Linked DNA regions of Sus scrofa: region 2 is linked to region 1. Evidence: chromatin contacts called from public Hi-C data. All regions are on one chromosome and are shown on one strand. Each heading gives the region's core, a stretch centred on a gene start, on an enhancer-like site or on the middle of the called end of the contact. The rest is flanking DNA. Distances are from core to core; before and after follow the strand shown. Region 1 holds the start of TTC37 (tetratricopeptide repeat protein 37). Region 2 holds the start of RFESD (Rieske domain-containing protein).

What was found. A called contact is a pair of places that touch in the nucleus more often than the background predicts.
Region 2: a contact with region 1 is called in a Hi-C map of skeletal muscle, with 2.7 times the contacts expected there. The contact joins the promoter of RFESD here to the promoter of TTC37 in region 1. A contact is called at or near these places in 3 of 47 Hi-C or Micro-C datasets (embryonic fibroblasts, heart right ventricle and skeletal muscle).

The regions. Positions count from the first base shown.
Region 1 is chr2:102,161,373-102,169,218 of Sscrofa11.1, forward strand. TTC37 (tetratricopeptide repeat protein 37) reads right to left here and starts at 2,648. Exons shown (of 43, transcript XM_021084546.1): 1 at 2,524-2,648; 2 at 1,896-2,035. ARSK (arylsulfatase K) reads left to right here and starts at 2,717. Exons shown (of 8, transcript XM_003354206.5): 1 at 2,717-2,987; 2 at 4,541-4,670. The coding sequence starts at 2,850.
Region 2 is chr2:102,238,741-102,246,586 of Sscrofa11.1, forward strand. It overlaps RFESD (Rieske domain-containing protein), which reads left to right and starts at 5,048. Exons shown (of 4, transcript XM_003123769.5): 1 at 5,048-5,183.

The DNA.
Region 1 (7,846 bases), core at 1,398-3,897:
AACATTTATATCAATGAATAGTAATTATCATTTTGAAGTACACTAGCATTCTCCAAAGAACCATTTGGGATATTCTGGTTTGGGGGGGTTTTTTGGCAATTAAATGTACTTTTTGATATCTTGTATGCTGTTATTAAATAGACAGGTCTGTATATGTCTGTTTTTCATAACTAGACTGGAAGTTCCTTAGGAACAAAGATATTTCTACTACTCTCTTTTATTTCCTAGTATCTAGTACATTGTGGATATTTAACAAGTAGTCACAAAACCACAGCAGGTGAAGACAATACTGAATTTATTCCATATAGTCACTAACTGCACATTTAGCCTTCTTTTCTTAGGGCAGAATATAGTGCTGCTGGTATTCTGGATATAAAAAACGAACACACAAAACAACCAAAAACACTATGAAGAACCAAAACCTAGACCAAAACTTTCAACTGATCTGAACCACAGAATTAAGTATTTCACTAAAAAAATCCCCCTCATGTACAAATCTTTAACTGATGACTTAAACATATACATAATGGAGCCCTACCCTCACTACAAGACACTATATATAACATGTACACACTGAGAGATGCCCAAAGACAACTCAAAAGTACCTTTTTCGACAGGGTAAGCTACTGACTAGTAAACATGCTTTATGTCCAGAAAAGAGTGATCAAATAACAAACAAACCTGAAATTACCTAAGTACCCAAAGGAAATGGGGAAGGCCCGGGGGAAAAAAAATTGGTGGGGAAGGTGAGAAGGGCTGTTGCAAGGCAGAGATTATCCATGTAAAACTGGAGATAAACAGACTAATGAACCAGACTTGAGTTCAAAATAAGAATTTTCAATAATGAGACCTGTACAAATATGGAATGGGCTGCTCAAACGAAGTGTGTTTCACATCACCACATCACCGGAGATGAAAAGGCACAGACTGCATAATCCACTTGGCAGGGATATTCACTGCAGGACAAACTGAATTCCAGAGGAGAAGTACGACTAGCTAGAAGTCTCTTAGATCTTGCAACACAATATGTCTGGGGCCCTAAAATACCACCTTGCTCCAACCCACTGAGCATGTGCTCCCACTGACACTGCCGAGGGGAGAGAGAGGAGCAAAAAGATGTGTCTCTGTCATCCTGACCAGGAATTCAGAATACACAGCCTGTGAAAACAAGGTCAGAGAGTAAACAATTTACAAAATCAATACTACACCATAGCTAAAATTAAATATATTTTTTATGAATCTAAATGTCAGTCAACACTGTCTCTATGGGAAAATGTGTTTTAGAGTCCAAATTAACTCAAAACAGATATTTGAAACATCCTGTTCATGAAAGAGCCTATGCGTATTACCTTTCAGGCTGTATTATTACTTCACTTTTTTCCCCTAGAATGTGAGTTCCTTTTACATATACTTGTATGCTCCCACAGATCTGCTTTATTAACAAGGCTACTTGGCTAACAGAGAGTAAGTTCTCTAGAATGCCATGACATTTTGCAATCAGAGACAGACCACTGCAATAAGTTAGGGCATGGACTACTCAAATTCAACTCCTACTCAGAATGGCTCCCCGTGTAACCTTGGACAAGTCATTTAACCTGTCCAAGTCTCAGTTTTCCTATCTGAAAAAAAAAAAATGGTGAAAATGAGGATTACACAAAATATTCCATGTACAAGTACCATGCACACATTAAGTACTCAATAAATGCTCGGTATAATGATCAGCACATAATAAGTGTCATGTGAGTATTAAATAACTTCTGTCCCTTTTTCCAATTATTTTACGCAAAAAAGTCAGATATTAGCATTAAAAGTTGACTTTATGTAAATAAACACTACGATTCCTCCTTTTCTTGTCAAAACATTAAAACGACAAACAGGACACACTAATTACATACCTGAAACTGTAATAATGAAATCAGGAATTTGGCTCTGGGACATAAATTTGCTTCTTCCAGATTTCTCCAAAGAAGTCCAAGAGTCAAAAGGACCAGTGATTTCTTCAAAACCACGGCAGCAAAACAATGGAATTCTGAACCTACGTCAGTTAATCGAACACGTCACATAGCCCAACATTTCTTCCCCCGAAAACCCGTTCAGCTTCCCTCCTTTGCACTCTGAAGGCAAGGCGCACCCAAGCTTATCCCCACCTAGAGCCGAAACTTTTCTTACTAGGCCCCGCTCCTCACTTCAACGGAGCATAATAAATCCTTACCGTACGAGCAAAGCGGGAAATAGGATGAGGCAATCTATAAATATGCTTGAGAGGAAGGTATTCGAGGGGACCACAGAGTGGCCATATGGTAGCTTAGGCGGTCCAGACAGAGGCCCCACAAAGAACCACCCAATCCAATTTAAGTGACCGCCACCTCATCATCGCCCCGTTCACGGTCTCACCTAACACTCTGTCATGATTGCTCCGCGCAAAAAGAGCAGCCTCGGCACCTGTCCCTTTCTCTCTGTAGGTATCATTTCAATTGCCTACAGTAGCCAACTCTGCAGAAAGCTAGATCAACCAAAACCCACCTGGGCAATGATTCTCCTACAGAAGCTCTGTGTGGAGCCAGAGCGCAGGCGCACTTCCCAGGCATGGCTCATGTGACTGGAAGTAGCTGGATTTCGGTTCGCTCAGTGTTTGATTAAAAGGTCTTAACGTGAGTTGGGGGGGAATAAGGGAACACCTACTTTGCGCATGTGCTCATTCCAAGCCTGATGGGAGTTGTAGTTCTGCCAATGAAGCTTGGAGGAAGCCGAACTGCGCTCTATGGGATCCCCGCCCTCGTCCTCACCCAAGCGAGTTCCCAGAGGCAGGGGCGGACCCAGCGGCCCCGCTCTCAGAACAGCGCGCTGAAATGCTGCTGCTGTGGGTGTCGGTGGTTGCCACCTCGGCCCTGGCAGCACCAGTTCCTGGGGCAGGTGGGCTGAGGCAGGGAGCAGTTCAGGCTTGGCCAGATGCGCCTAACGTGGTGCTAGTCGTGAGCGACTCCTTCGTAAGTACCGAGAGGCAGGGGAGGGGGTGCCACGCTACACTCCCTCCACCGGCCCACAGCCCTTCCTGTGCTGCAGGCTTTGGGGAGCAGAATCTGAGACTTTCAAACAAGCTTTATACCCCGATGCAAAGTAAGAAACGTTTTGAGGCCCCGTACACAAAGTACGTGCACCACATAAATATGCATATAACACAGTAAATAAAACGCACTCCGATTAGCATCTTTACAAAAAAAGTTTTAATTGCTGGCTACGACCCACTAAATTATCTTACCACTAGTAAACTTTCCATCCATACACCCGCTTGATTCAGTTGTGGGGGAAAATAACTTTCTGCATCATCATAAAAGCCTGTTAGCTTTCCAGTCAGTGATCAACGTCATAAAGTATGAAGTTTTCTATTTATAGGTAACGATCTTGTACAAAGAAAATCCTAGGGAATCCACACCAAACTTTTAGAACCAATAAGTCTAGCAAAGCTATAGGATATAGGATCAACATATAAAATCATTAGGGAAATGCAAGTCAAAACCACAATCAGACACCAATTCACACCACCAAGATGTGATAATCAAAAAGACACATTTTGGGGGAGGGGAAATAGAAAGTCTAATTTTCTTATCTTTAAAGGCAAAGTTGGAACACACAGCTTAAAAAAGAAAAAAGGACTCCAGTCTTTTATAGTCTATCAATATTCCTTTGATAAGAAACTTTAAAGGGATATTTCTGAAAGCCCCATATTTGTATTAAAAGAGGTTTATCAAAAGATGAACAATTACCTCAGTTTCATCCTTTCTTGCTGAAACACAATGCTCGTATGTCTAAAATTATAATGTCAATGATACTTAGAAAAAAGAAAGACTTTTTTTTTTTTGCTCCTTCCAAGAAGAATTCTTTAATTCCCAATTCCATTCCACTATGCATTATCTCCAACCCAAACATCTCTTCTAATATCCAGGCTCATTTATCTAGCTGCCTAATTGTTATCCCCATGTATGTCTTGCAGAACACTTTACATGCCCCTTAAATTATTTTGAATGGCTGATCTTTATCATTCTTTAGGTCTCACTTCCTAAAGAAGCCTCCCCAGTTCACTCTATGAAAGTAGGTCTCCCTTCTTATTCTGTATCTTAGGTTTTTTTCAAAACACCTATCACAATAATTTGTAATTATTCTTGGTTTATTTATGAGTATGTTTTTTGCCTTCCCCACTAGACTGTAAGCTTCATGAGGACAGGGACTCTGTTTTTATTCACCGTCATATCTCTAGATCTTTCACGGTGCCTGGCACATAATAAATCAATAAACATTGTCTCAATCAGTCCTTTATCCCCCTAAAGAAACTTTCCGGGAAGCCCTTTAACATATTTACTATCTTCAAATAGATCGAAGTATCACACTACATTGAATTTTCAATATTATGAACCAGAGAATGATAACAATCACTGTACTTGTTTTTATCTTTTGAGGATTCTTGGGCTCATCCTGAAGTCTTTTGCTGCTTGTGAATTTTATGGTTAAAATTACAGGAAATGCTTTTCTTCTTTTATTCCAGGATGGAAGGCTAACATTTTATCCAGAAAGTCAGGTAGTGAAACTACCTTTTATCAACTTCATGAAAGCACATGGCACTTCCTTTCTGAATGCCTACACAAACTCTCCAATCTGTTGCCCATCACGTGCAGGTATGAATACGCTTAATATTGCTAGAAGTGGCCTCACACTGAAAATGTTTTCACAGCTTAAAAGATTATACCTGGAGTTCTCTGGTGGTCTAGTGGTATGGTTCAGGTCACTGCTGTGTTTCAGGTTCGATCCCTGGCCCAGGAACTTCCGCATGCCACAGGTATGGCCAAAAAAAGTATTAAATTAAAATTTAAAAAATTGTAATAGCACTTCAGGTACAAAAGTCATGACAAGGTTCTTTTTTTTTTTTTTTTTTAAAGATCACACCCAAAAATGGAGTAGTAAGTCATATTTGGCATCTCAAAAAAAATTTTTTTAATATATGTGATGTATGTTTTAAAGTATGTATTGGGCTTTTTTAAGAGTAGGAATTTTATCACCCAAAATGGTGTTTACTTTATGTGTTATCATTTCATTTCCCTGTGACTCATGACTAAGAATCTTATGACTATCCAAGCAAATTAGGAAACATTTTTTTTCCAATAAGGGTTCTGTTTCCAAGGAAATTTTGCAGTTAAGAGACAGAAAGTTGCGAGGGGACTTCAGAGTACACCACAAAGTAGTTAGAACTTCTTACACATCTTGTTTATCTGTATTTTCTGTATTACTTCAGATTACATGCTTTCTCTTACATCTTTCTTCAATCTCAATTCACTTCTATCCCAAGTCTAATTACTCGCTTTTATTATAATAATTTAACAAATAGGCTTTTTTTTAAAGTATAGTTGATTTACAATTGTCATTTTCTGCTGTACAGCAAAGTGACCCATCATACATATATATATATACACATTCTTTTTTTCATATTACCTTCCATAATGTTCTGTCCCAAGTGATTGGATATAGTTCCCTGTGCTGTACAGCAGGACCTTATTGCTCATCCATTCTAAATGTAATAGTCTACATTTTTAACCCCAAAATCCCAAGTCCATCCCACTCTTTTGCCCTCCCCCTTGGCAACCACAAGTCTGTTTTCTATGTCTGTGAGTCTGTTTCTATTCTGTAAGTAGGTTCATTTGGGCCATATTTTAGATTCCACATGTAAGTGATCAAATAGGCATAGTTTAAATGGCAAAATGTCAATGATATTAAACCACGACTAATTGAGAAATAGGGGAAATTGCCATTTTTATAAATTCTATTCTCCAACAGAGTTGTTTTCTTTTTCCTCTTTCTAATTTATGATTGTTTGCTTTGGAACCCATAAATAGCACTCAGTAATTTTCTTTTCTTCATAAGCTCCTGATGTCATATTCTCTGTAAGTTGAGTCATGAGTTCTTTCACCTACATTTTCAGCACAATTACATAATTACCAATAATTAAAGTAAACCTAAGCTATATTATAAAGGATATTTCAATAATGAAGGACCAGATATATTTAAAAAAAAACTTTTGTTAATTTTTTATTCTTTACTGAGCAAGTAGAATTGGCAGTGGACTAGGGTGAGGCAATGACTAGACCATGTCAAGCAAGTCTCTCAGTTTCCTTACGTACAGAGTGCTGCATGTGCTGTGTCCCTCAGAGGGTGATTCCCAGCATCAAATGAGATAATGGATTTTAAAAGTGCTCAATGAACTCTAAATGTTTCAAAAATGTTAGGTGATCTTTTCCTGGAAGAAGTATGTTTTGGAGAGTTTGAAAGAGAAGGAATAAGAGTAATAAAAACTAACATTTATTGCTTTCTTACTGTGTGCCTGGCAATACTCCAAGTGCCTTACATGTCAGTTTATATAATCCTCGCATTTCCATAAAGGAGGTATTGTTATTATCCCTGTTTTGCAGATGAAAACTAAAGTACTGAAAGCCTAAGTAACTTATTAAAGGTCACTCAGTAACTAGCATCATTTGGACTCAAACCTAGGTAATGCACCATTCTACTCCTCATAAAGAGTCTTTCACCTCTGCTAGATTAGAAAAGGATTCAACCCTACTAGGTATGTACACAGAAAAGGGAAAAGGAAAATGATTTTCTTCCAGTTCTACTGAGAAATAATTGACATATAACAATGTATTAGTTTAAGGTGTACGGAGTATTCTAAAGAAAATGAGAACATTTCCATGAGTTGAAGCAGTCAGATTATTAGGTTTATGTGCATCCACGTAACACTTCTAGCAATCTCTCACCAATATACAGCACAAGCTCCACTCTATCCTATAATGCTACCTTCCAAAAAACCAGCAACAATGAACTAATTACCAAAGCCAAGTTCCAAACTCTGGGGCTATTAGCACGTGTGTCCCCAACATAACTACTGAGCAAATGATAAATGCCATAGTCAACCCATAATTGTTAAAAACCTACTATCTGCCTGATGACCAGGGTTTCAGAATCTGAAACATGCTTTTAGGGAGATAATTATAACAGTGTACTGAAAGCAAGTATGAAGTTCTGAGATAACAAAAAGAAAAAGTACCTGACTCCAAACTCCATCTACATAGGCAAAATGTCACTCCCAGAAGGAGTGCTTATACTGAGTTACAGAGGCAGACAGGGCGATAATCAGAAAATATAAGCCAGTACACCAAGGTGCAATATCTCATCACTAAAAATTTCATTAGTCTGAACCAACATTTGCCACTAACTAGTTCCCCATCTTTGCTTTCTATTTTTTTTTTCATTTACTTGCATCTTCCTCAATTTCTGTCATCAATGTCTTACAGTTTTCAGTATACAGGTCTTTCTCCTCTTTGATTAAATTTACTCCTCGGTATTTTATTCTTTTTGATGCAATTGTAAATAGATTTTAGAATTTCTCTTTTGGACAATTCTTCATTAGTATATTGAAATGCAGCTATTTTTGTATGTTGATTTTATGTCCTGCAACTGTACTGGATGTATTGACCAGTTCTAACAGTTTTTTGTGGAGTCTTTATGGTTTTCTCTATATATAATATAATGTATCTGTAAATAGGTACACTTTTACTTCTTTTCTTATTTGGACACCTTTTTTATTATATACATATATATATATACACACATACACATATAAATTTTTTTCCTAACTGTTCAGGTTAGGATATATACTACTATGTTGAATAAGTGGTGAGAGTGGGCACCCTTGTCTCATTCCTGATCTTAGAGGAAAAGCTTTTAGCTTTTTACCATTGAAGATGATATTGGCTGTAGGCTTGTATGTATTCCTTCTGTACCCAGTTTGTCAAGAGTTTTTATT
Region 2 (7,846 bases), core at 3,798-6,297, 80 kb after region 1:
TGTATTACTCTTCTGTAATTTTTGTGTTTCCAAATTACACTAAAAGGATATTAAGGGGAGTTGCCTGGTGGTGTAGTGGTTAGGATTTGGTTCTTTCACCACTATGGCCCAGATTCAATCCCTGGTCTGGGAACTGAGATCCCACATCAAGCCACTACACACTGAAGTTAAAAAAAAAAAAAGATATGAAAGATAACCATGTGAAAACACTTAATTTTGCCTACTTTCCCAAGTCTTTGCGGTCTCCCTATCTCTGCCGAGACTCAATGTGGCACAACGAATACCTTCTGAACACTGTTCAAGATCAAGGAGCAATAGTCTGCACCCTAGGCCCACAACACATAAGGCCCCCTGGGCCGTGCCTTGCTGAGCTCTGGGCATATTTGCTACACCTGGCTTGGTACAACGGCCAGCTTGCTTGAGGCTCAGTGCAGACCACCTGGTGTTCACGGACTACTCTCTTTTCTCCATCCCCCACTTATGGTCAGCTTGTGTATCACTGGCTTCATGCCTAGGACTTGGAGTTCCACTTGGAAGATAAAAATCGGGATTGAACAAGAAACCTTATCATCTTAAAATCTTCAACCTTCACTCCCTTTTGGGTATGCTCAGCTCAGCCCCTTCCTTCTCCTTTCTACAGATCTGTGTGCCTACCGTGTACAGTTTCATCTGTCCCCTCAAGAGGACAGCTCTAAGGCAGAAGGCATCAGTTTGGGTACGTAATTTTAATTCAGGAGACTGTTAACAAGTCCATTTGGCTGCATATTTAAGCCACTCCAACATGGATATTTATTATTAAATAAAGCTTACACTTTTTTTTTTTTTAAGGGCTGCACCCGGGGCATATAGAGGTTCCCAGCCCGGGAGTCCAATCGGAGTTGTAGCCACCGGCCTACACCATAGCTACAGCAACTCGAGATCCAAGCTGTGTCTGTGACCTACACCACAGCTCACAGCAATGCTGGATCCTTAACTCACTGAGCAATGCCAGGGATCGAACCCATTCCTCATGGATGCTAGTCAGGTTCATTAACCACTGAGCCATGAAGGGAACTCCTAAAGCTTACACTTTGATCTCTTTCTGTATCTCAATTGGTTCCAAACTCAGGCAGGAAAGAAAGGTAGTTATTTATTGGTCCTCTCAAAGTCCAACACCAGTAAAAGATGATGGCACCTTCTGGAGTGCTGACAAAGATGAGAAAAGAAGTCATTTGAAATACATTTTAGGAAGTGGAAATGACAGGACTCAGTGCTGGATTAGATATAGGGGGGTTTAGGGGTGTCCCTACCTCATGTTCAAGGATTCACTAAAAGGACACATGGGACTCATTATATAGTTCTTCTCACACTAAGATTTATTACAGGGATGTTGTAAGTATACAAGCTGGATGGAGGAAAAAGGACACAGGTGGAGTACAGAGGCATCCATGTGTGGGCTTCCTTACACTCTCTCCCTCTCATGAAGGATCACACAGAGCTCCCTCTTCCTCCAGAAGTGAAAATGAAGAAACGTGTGCAGTGTTTCTGCCCAGAGTAGCCCATTAGAGACTCAGCACCCAAGGTTTTTATTGAGAACTGGTCACAATGGGCACCTCTGCGTAGCATATACCAAAGTTCCAGACTCCCAGAAAGAAAGCGTTTCATGGTCAGCTTAAACCATATTGTTTATACAAACAGTTTAGGCACAGCGAGTCACCCTTATTTCTTAGAGAAAGTTTTATATCAGTATAGGAAATATTTCACAGCCAAGTTCCCAGATGCCAGCCAAGGACCGACCCTGCAAGTAGAGCTTTTTAAGGACAGTAGTCTCAGGTCAGCTGTGTTAACTGTTCTGCACAGCAGGAGTGAGGAAGAGGGAGATCTCCTGTATGGCATTTGGGTTTCCACCTTGAGCATATGAACAATGTTGTCACTTGTGGAGATGGAGGGGGAAATTTTGGATTTTTCAATTTTGAACAGATACAGTTAAAGACAGCTGTGCATGAGCTATCAGGTTAAACTATGCTATTATAATCGTAAACAACCTTAAAATTTCAGTGGCTCAACACCAAAGTTTATTTCTCACATAAGTGACATGTCTTTTATGGCTTGGTGGACATGTTGGGGGGCACTGGGGTCTCTGTTCCATGTAGCCACACAGGGACCCAGGCTGCCAAGAGCCTCCACCATCTAGAAGGTTAACTGTGATAGAAAAAGACACAACTCGAAAGGTTTCCTATCTGTTCTGCTACACTTCAGTCTGGGAGTGACACTCTGCATTTTCACCCCCAGACCACTGGCCAAAACTAGGCCCATGGCCTCAACCAACTATCGAACGGTCTGGGAAACGCAGGCTACTAGGTGGGATGCTAAATGAACACCACTGTTTCTGCAACAATATCCAGATGGAGATATTACATGGGCTGCCACCCAAATGAATGCTGTGTAGACTTTCATTTTGTTGTTGCAAGCAGACAGGTAGTGTTTAAAGCCACCCTAACTTTCTCATGACCATAATCCCAGTGGCATAATAGAGGCAATGTTATCACCCTTTTCTGGTTTGGAGGACTAGGAAATCCTGATTGCTGGATACTCTTCAACCTCCCTGTAGTGAAACTAACAACATGGATGTTTTCACTAGCTCTCAGATTTTGGCTTGGGATTGAAGGCAGGTTTTAAACCTCTCTGAGAGGAAAGTTTTGGTCTCAGAAAAGCTTGCCTGGAAACAGCTTCATGCTCAGAGCAGAGCAAGAGCTCACAAAAATGAGAAGGGATATTTCAGAGTATTTAGAGACAAAGATATTGGTGGGCAGGCTCACAGAAGGCAAGCAGGTTTTGGTGACAGGAAACAAAACTCCTTCCAGGGCTACCACTAGATGTCGCTAGTAGGAAAGGGGAGGCTGAAAGAACACAAGGAGGAAGGAACAAACAGAATGACAGAAGTAGAAACTGCCCCCACATGTCCCCAGGTAGAACTTTGTGGTGGTGTTGCCCACTCTGGCTGGAACTAATCAATTGTCAAGAAAAAAAAAAAAAGGAAAAGAAAGAGAGAGAAAGAGACAGAGGGAGACGGAGAGAGATGAAGGAAAGGAGGAAGGGAGAAAAAGAAAGAAAAGGGAAATGACAGTAGGAATCATAAATTTTATCCCGAACTGTAACAACTTTCAGATGGGCATTATGGGTTCCTGTCATTAACTCATGCACCTGTGCCAGCTAGGCTGTGCACATACGTTTGCGTCTCAGAAGTGAGAGAGGTAGTTTATTCTGCATCCCACTACAGCTTTCAAGTCATACTTTCCCATAACTAACCACATCAATACTTTAGGTAGAGATAAAAGAAAGTTGTGCGTTTCTCTCTCATTCATCTTATGCACATATGAGTGCATATCAACTGAGGTATTCAATCCATTCAAAAATTAGATTTAAGGTCAGTGGATCTAAGATGTGTCTTACTTTAATGCCTGGTTTATGCCAAAGCAAAAAAGAAGTAATACTCATTAAAAAACGGCAAACCTTACTTATTCTTTCAATGATACAAGCTGAGTACTGCTAACATGCTCCATGTGCCAATAAAATAATTTGGGATGGCTAATGGGTATTGTAAATGATAATAAATCAAATGTATTTTATTATCACTTTAGTAAAGCAATTTATCAAAACTAGATGGTTAATTTGTGCTTGGATCAGTGGAACAAATGGTCAAAAGTGAAATTATCCCATAAAATATTACTATCACATTAAAACTATACTGGGCAGAATAGAAATAAAATTGGAATCAAATCCATTATTCTGAGCTTCTCAATCTTTTACATGTTTTGGCTTACAGCATTTACATGACATACTGAGGTAAATGAAGAAGGCTCTGGGGTTTCAGCTGCCCCAAGCCCACTGGTCCTCTCTAGGACCTCAGATCAGTGTGTCATTGTATTAAATATAGACTAGTTTTTCAACCTTGAGGTCACACTAGAATTTACTGGGAAAGTTAGAAAAAATATGTTGATTCCCCCTCCTCCTACCAACCCCTAGAGAGTTATCTTATTGGTCTGTTCATCATGACTCCCGGGTGATTAAAGTGTGACCAAAGTTAAGGATCACTGCTTAGAAGACAGCCAAGGAAACTGTAAAAAAAAAAAGAAAAAAGGAAAAACAAACAAAAAAACGCTATCACACTCACATAGCTTCCAACTTTGGATGCGAATATGAGGTGCGTGGTTTGTGGGTTTTTTCTTTTTTAAAAAATTCAGAGAAAAACCCAAGTTGCAAAGTTCAAAATACAAAAGTGAAAACCTATCTCCCCTAAAGTAACCATATTTTTTTAAATGTACATATCTACACATTAGTATCTTGAGAAATAACTTTTATTTACTATAAAGAAAGCACACCACACATACTATTCCATACTCTGCTTTTTAACAAATTCATCCATATCTTGAAATCTGCTCTTGAGTATGTGGCTGCAAAGTAATTCACATGTCTAATTCTTTTTTGTTTAACCACTTCCCTGTTGATCATTAGCGCTACTGTCATTTTTCCTTGAAATAAATATCTCTGAACTTAGATTACATGCAACTGTGAGGAACTTCCGCAAATATTTTTAAAAGGTAAATTCCTAGAAGTGAGAGCCCCAGTGGTGTTTAAAATCTGGATAAATGTGGTGAGCTCAACAAACATTTAAAAATTAACTGACGGGAGTTCCCCTTATGGCTCAGCAGGTTAAAAATCCACATAGTGTCTGTGGGGAAGAGGTTAGGTCCCTGGCCTCGCTCAGTGGGTTAAGGATCCGGCATTGCCACAAGCCTAGGCGGCATAGACGGATGCAGCTCAGATCCGTTTTTGTTCGGGCATAAGCAAATGCAGCCTCAATTCCACCCCTAGCAGGAGAACCTGCACAGGACACAAGTGTGGTGGTAAAAAGAAAAAAATAAATTGGTGGCACCGAGGTTTGTCAAACATAGGATTAAGACTGTCAGTTCCAAGTCCTGGCGTGCGAGCACGGTTGGCCAGCGGCATCTGTCGGGTGGGAATCATCCAATGGCCAGTAAGGCCACGGAGGCCCTGGGGGAAGAGCATGCTCAGTCACGTGAGCGGCTTCGCCCCGCCCCTCGGAGCTTTGAGCCGTATTCCGGTCGCTGGCTCCTGCAATAGCCTTCCGCGGCGACGCAGCGACCGGGTCACACGGAGGTGGAGCGCGGGATTTGAGGAAGGTAAGTTCTGTCCCGGCCTGGGGGTTAGGCTGCCGGCCGGGCCGGGCCGGGCTTGCAAGGCTCGCTGCTTCCCTTCCGGCGGCGGCAACCTGAAGCGGCGAAGGAGACTGTCGTTTGGCATTTGCTCCAAGGCTTTGCTGAGCGCCGCGGTTCTTCCGCTGTGGACCCCAAGTCCCTTAACCATTAACGCCCAGGGCAGGCTTCCGCCCCACACTGCAAACCCATCATGCTTGTTCACCACAAAGGTTTACTGGGCTGTAGCCCGGACCTGCCGCCTCAGTGGGGCTGGCCGGGCGTTTTAAAACAAGCTTTCCTGGCATTTGTAACCTCCAACGCTTAATAACTGCCCAAGGGTTTCTGCGGCCCAGCGGTCCTAGATATCTATCTCCAGAAGTCTGTAGATGGAGCCATCCAGCACATCTGGACAGCCACGCTGGTGCTCTGTGTTTGTTGACCACAGCTCCATCTGACAGCTGCATGCTGTCTTTGCTAAAATGTTAAACACAGCTTGAGGTCATTGCCCACTGGCTAGCACGGTGGGCAGGACCTTAGCGATTATCTCTACATGATGGTAGCGTTTCTCATACTTAAGCCCTACTCGAGCCACCTGACTGTGGTCAGGCATATATATACCCCTCACCACCGCCCTATGTGCAGGGCTTTCTTAGAGCTGGCAAACTGCAGCAACACTGACTTCCCTCAAGTCATGGCAGAGCCAGGATTCAAACCCAGGTGAACTCACCTGGTGCTCACAGATCTCTAATATCACAGAGGACAGTATTGGCCTCCAGAGTGACTAAGTGATTTTATTAAATTATTAGGGAAGTATTGTTTTAAACATTCGTTGACACAACTCTTGTACATTATTGTGCCTAAATTTTTAAAAATTCAGTAGTAGTTGCCGTTGTGGATCAGCAGATTAAGAACCTGACATAGTCTCGGTGAGGATCCGGGCTCCATCCCCCTCTGCACTCAGGGGACTAAGGATCCAGAGTTGTGACAAGCTGTGGTTTGAGTTGAAGATGCCCTCAGGATCTGGTGTTGCTGTGATGTAGGCCTGCAGCTTCAGCTCTGATTCCACCCCTAACCCAAGAACATCCATATGCCACAGGTGCAAACAGCAAAAATTTTCATGAAAATCATCTTTGGAGATACACACACACACACATGGTGTATACACACACATTTACTTTGCTAGAAGTTTACTAGAAGACCACCTATTTTTATAAATCTGTGGATGCTTAGATGAAATGTTAATATTTATATATCAATGCTCACAAAGTTTACACTCAAGATCTCAGTTTGATTCTTAACTGCTATTTTGTGAATCTGGGCAAGCTTTTGTTAAGGAAGATCCTGTAGCCTTAGTTTCCTCCTCTGGAAAATAGGTATAATACCTACCCCTTGGTATTTTTGAGTATTAATGAATTCATATATGCGAAGATATGCTTTTTATATCTATTATTATTCTGCCATCCAAAAAGTTATAAAACTAATTTCTCTTCTCTGAACCTAAAAGCAAGGGTGTCATTCTGGAGCTTTGTATTCTAATAACGTGTAGGCCAAGTCCGCAAACTTAGTAAAAACGCCTCAGTGCTCTTGTGCTCAAGAATAATTTCCTTTACTTTCATGCTTCTTTCATACCCACTGTCTTATAGAACCATATGCTTTTTTAAAAATTCAACCTGAGTAGATTCCCAATGCTGGAAAGGTATCTAAGAGAGACAAAGGATCCATTTATCTAATCTGTAATTTTATGTGGTGTTAGCATTTTTAGAAACCTAATTTTAGGGACAGTCCAAAAAATATTTCTTGAAGAGAACCGTGGAGCAAAATGGTTCAACTTGGAGTTCCCGTCGTGGCGCAGTGGAAACAAATCCGACTAGGAACCATGAGGTTGCGGATTCAATCCCTGGCTTCGTTCAGTAGGTTAAAGATCTGGCGTTGCCGTGAGCTGTGGTGTAGGTAGCAGATGCGGCTTGGATCTGGTGTTGCTGTAACTCTGGTGTAGGCTGGTAGCTGTAGCTCCAATTGGACCCCTAGCCTGGGACCTCCACATGCCATGGGAGCAGCCATAAAAAGCAAAAAAAAAAAAAAAAAAAAAAAGGCTCAACTTTTCAGAAGGAAGTTTTCTTCATTTAGCTCCCAAACTGGAATAAGCTGTTTAATTTTCACTTTCTTGTTATTCTGTTAATATTCTCGTGTCTTAAAGGTGACTCAAAATAAAGGAAATTTTGGGAGCATGTGAATAGTGCATCAAAAAATCAGTGATTAAAGTGAACACACTGACTCCTATTGGTCTGAATGAACTGTGATAGCCACAATATTTTATTAATAATATGGGTGTTAATTATAAAGAGTCACCCAATGACGTAAATAGAACCATTTATGATGAATAGAGGGAACAATTATTTGAAGGATGAGGTAATACTTACCTAAGCAAAATGCAAGACTAATCATATTTCTCTGAAACCTTTATCATTTAGCCCCAGCCTTCTCTGCTTATTACTTATCAGCCCCTGCAAAGTTCTCTACAGTTTTCCTTGGTTGGGGGAAAAACCTGAAAAGACTCTATGTTCTAAGAGATTGAAACTTGAGGAAGGTAATGTTTGGTTCTCATTTATTTGGGAGTTGGGTAGAACCTAACTTCTGATGCTACTTCA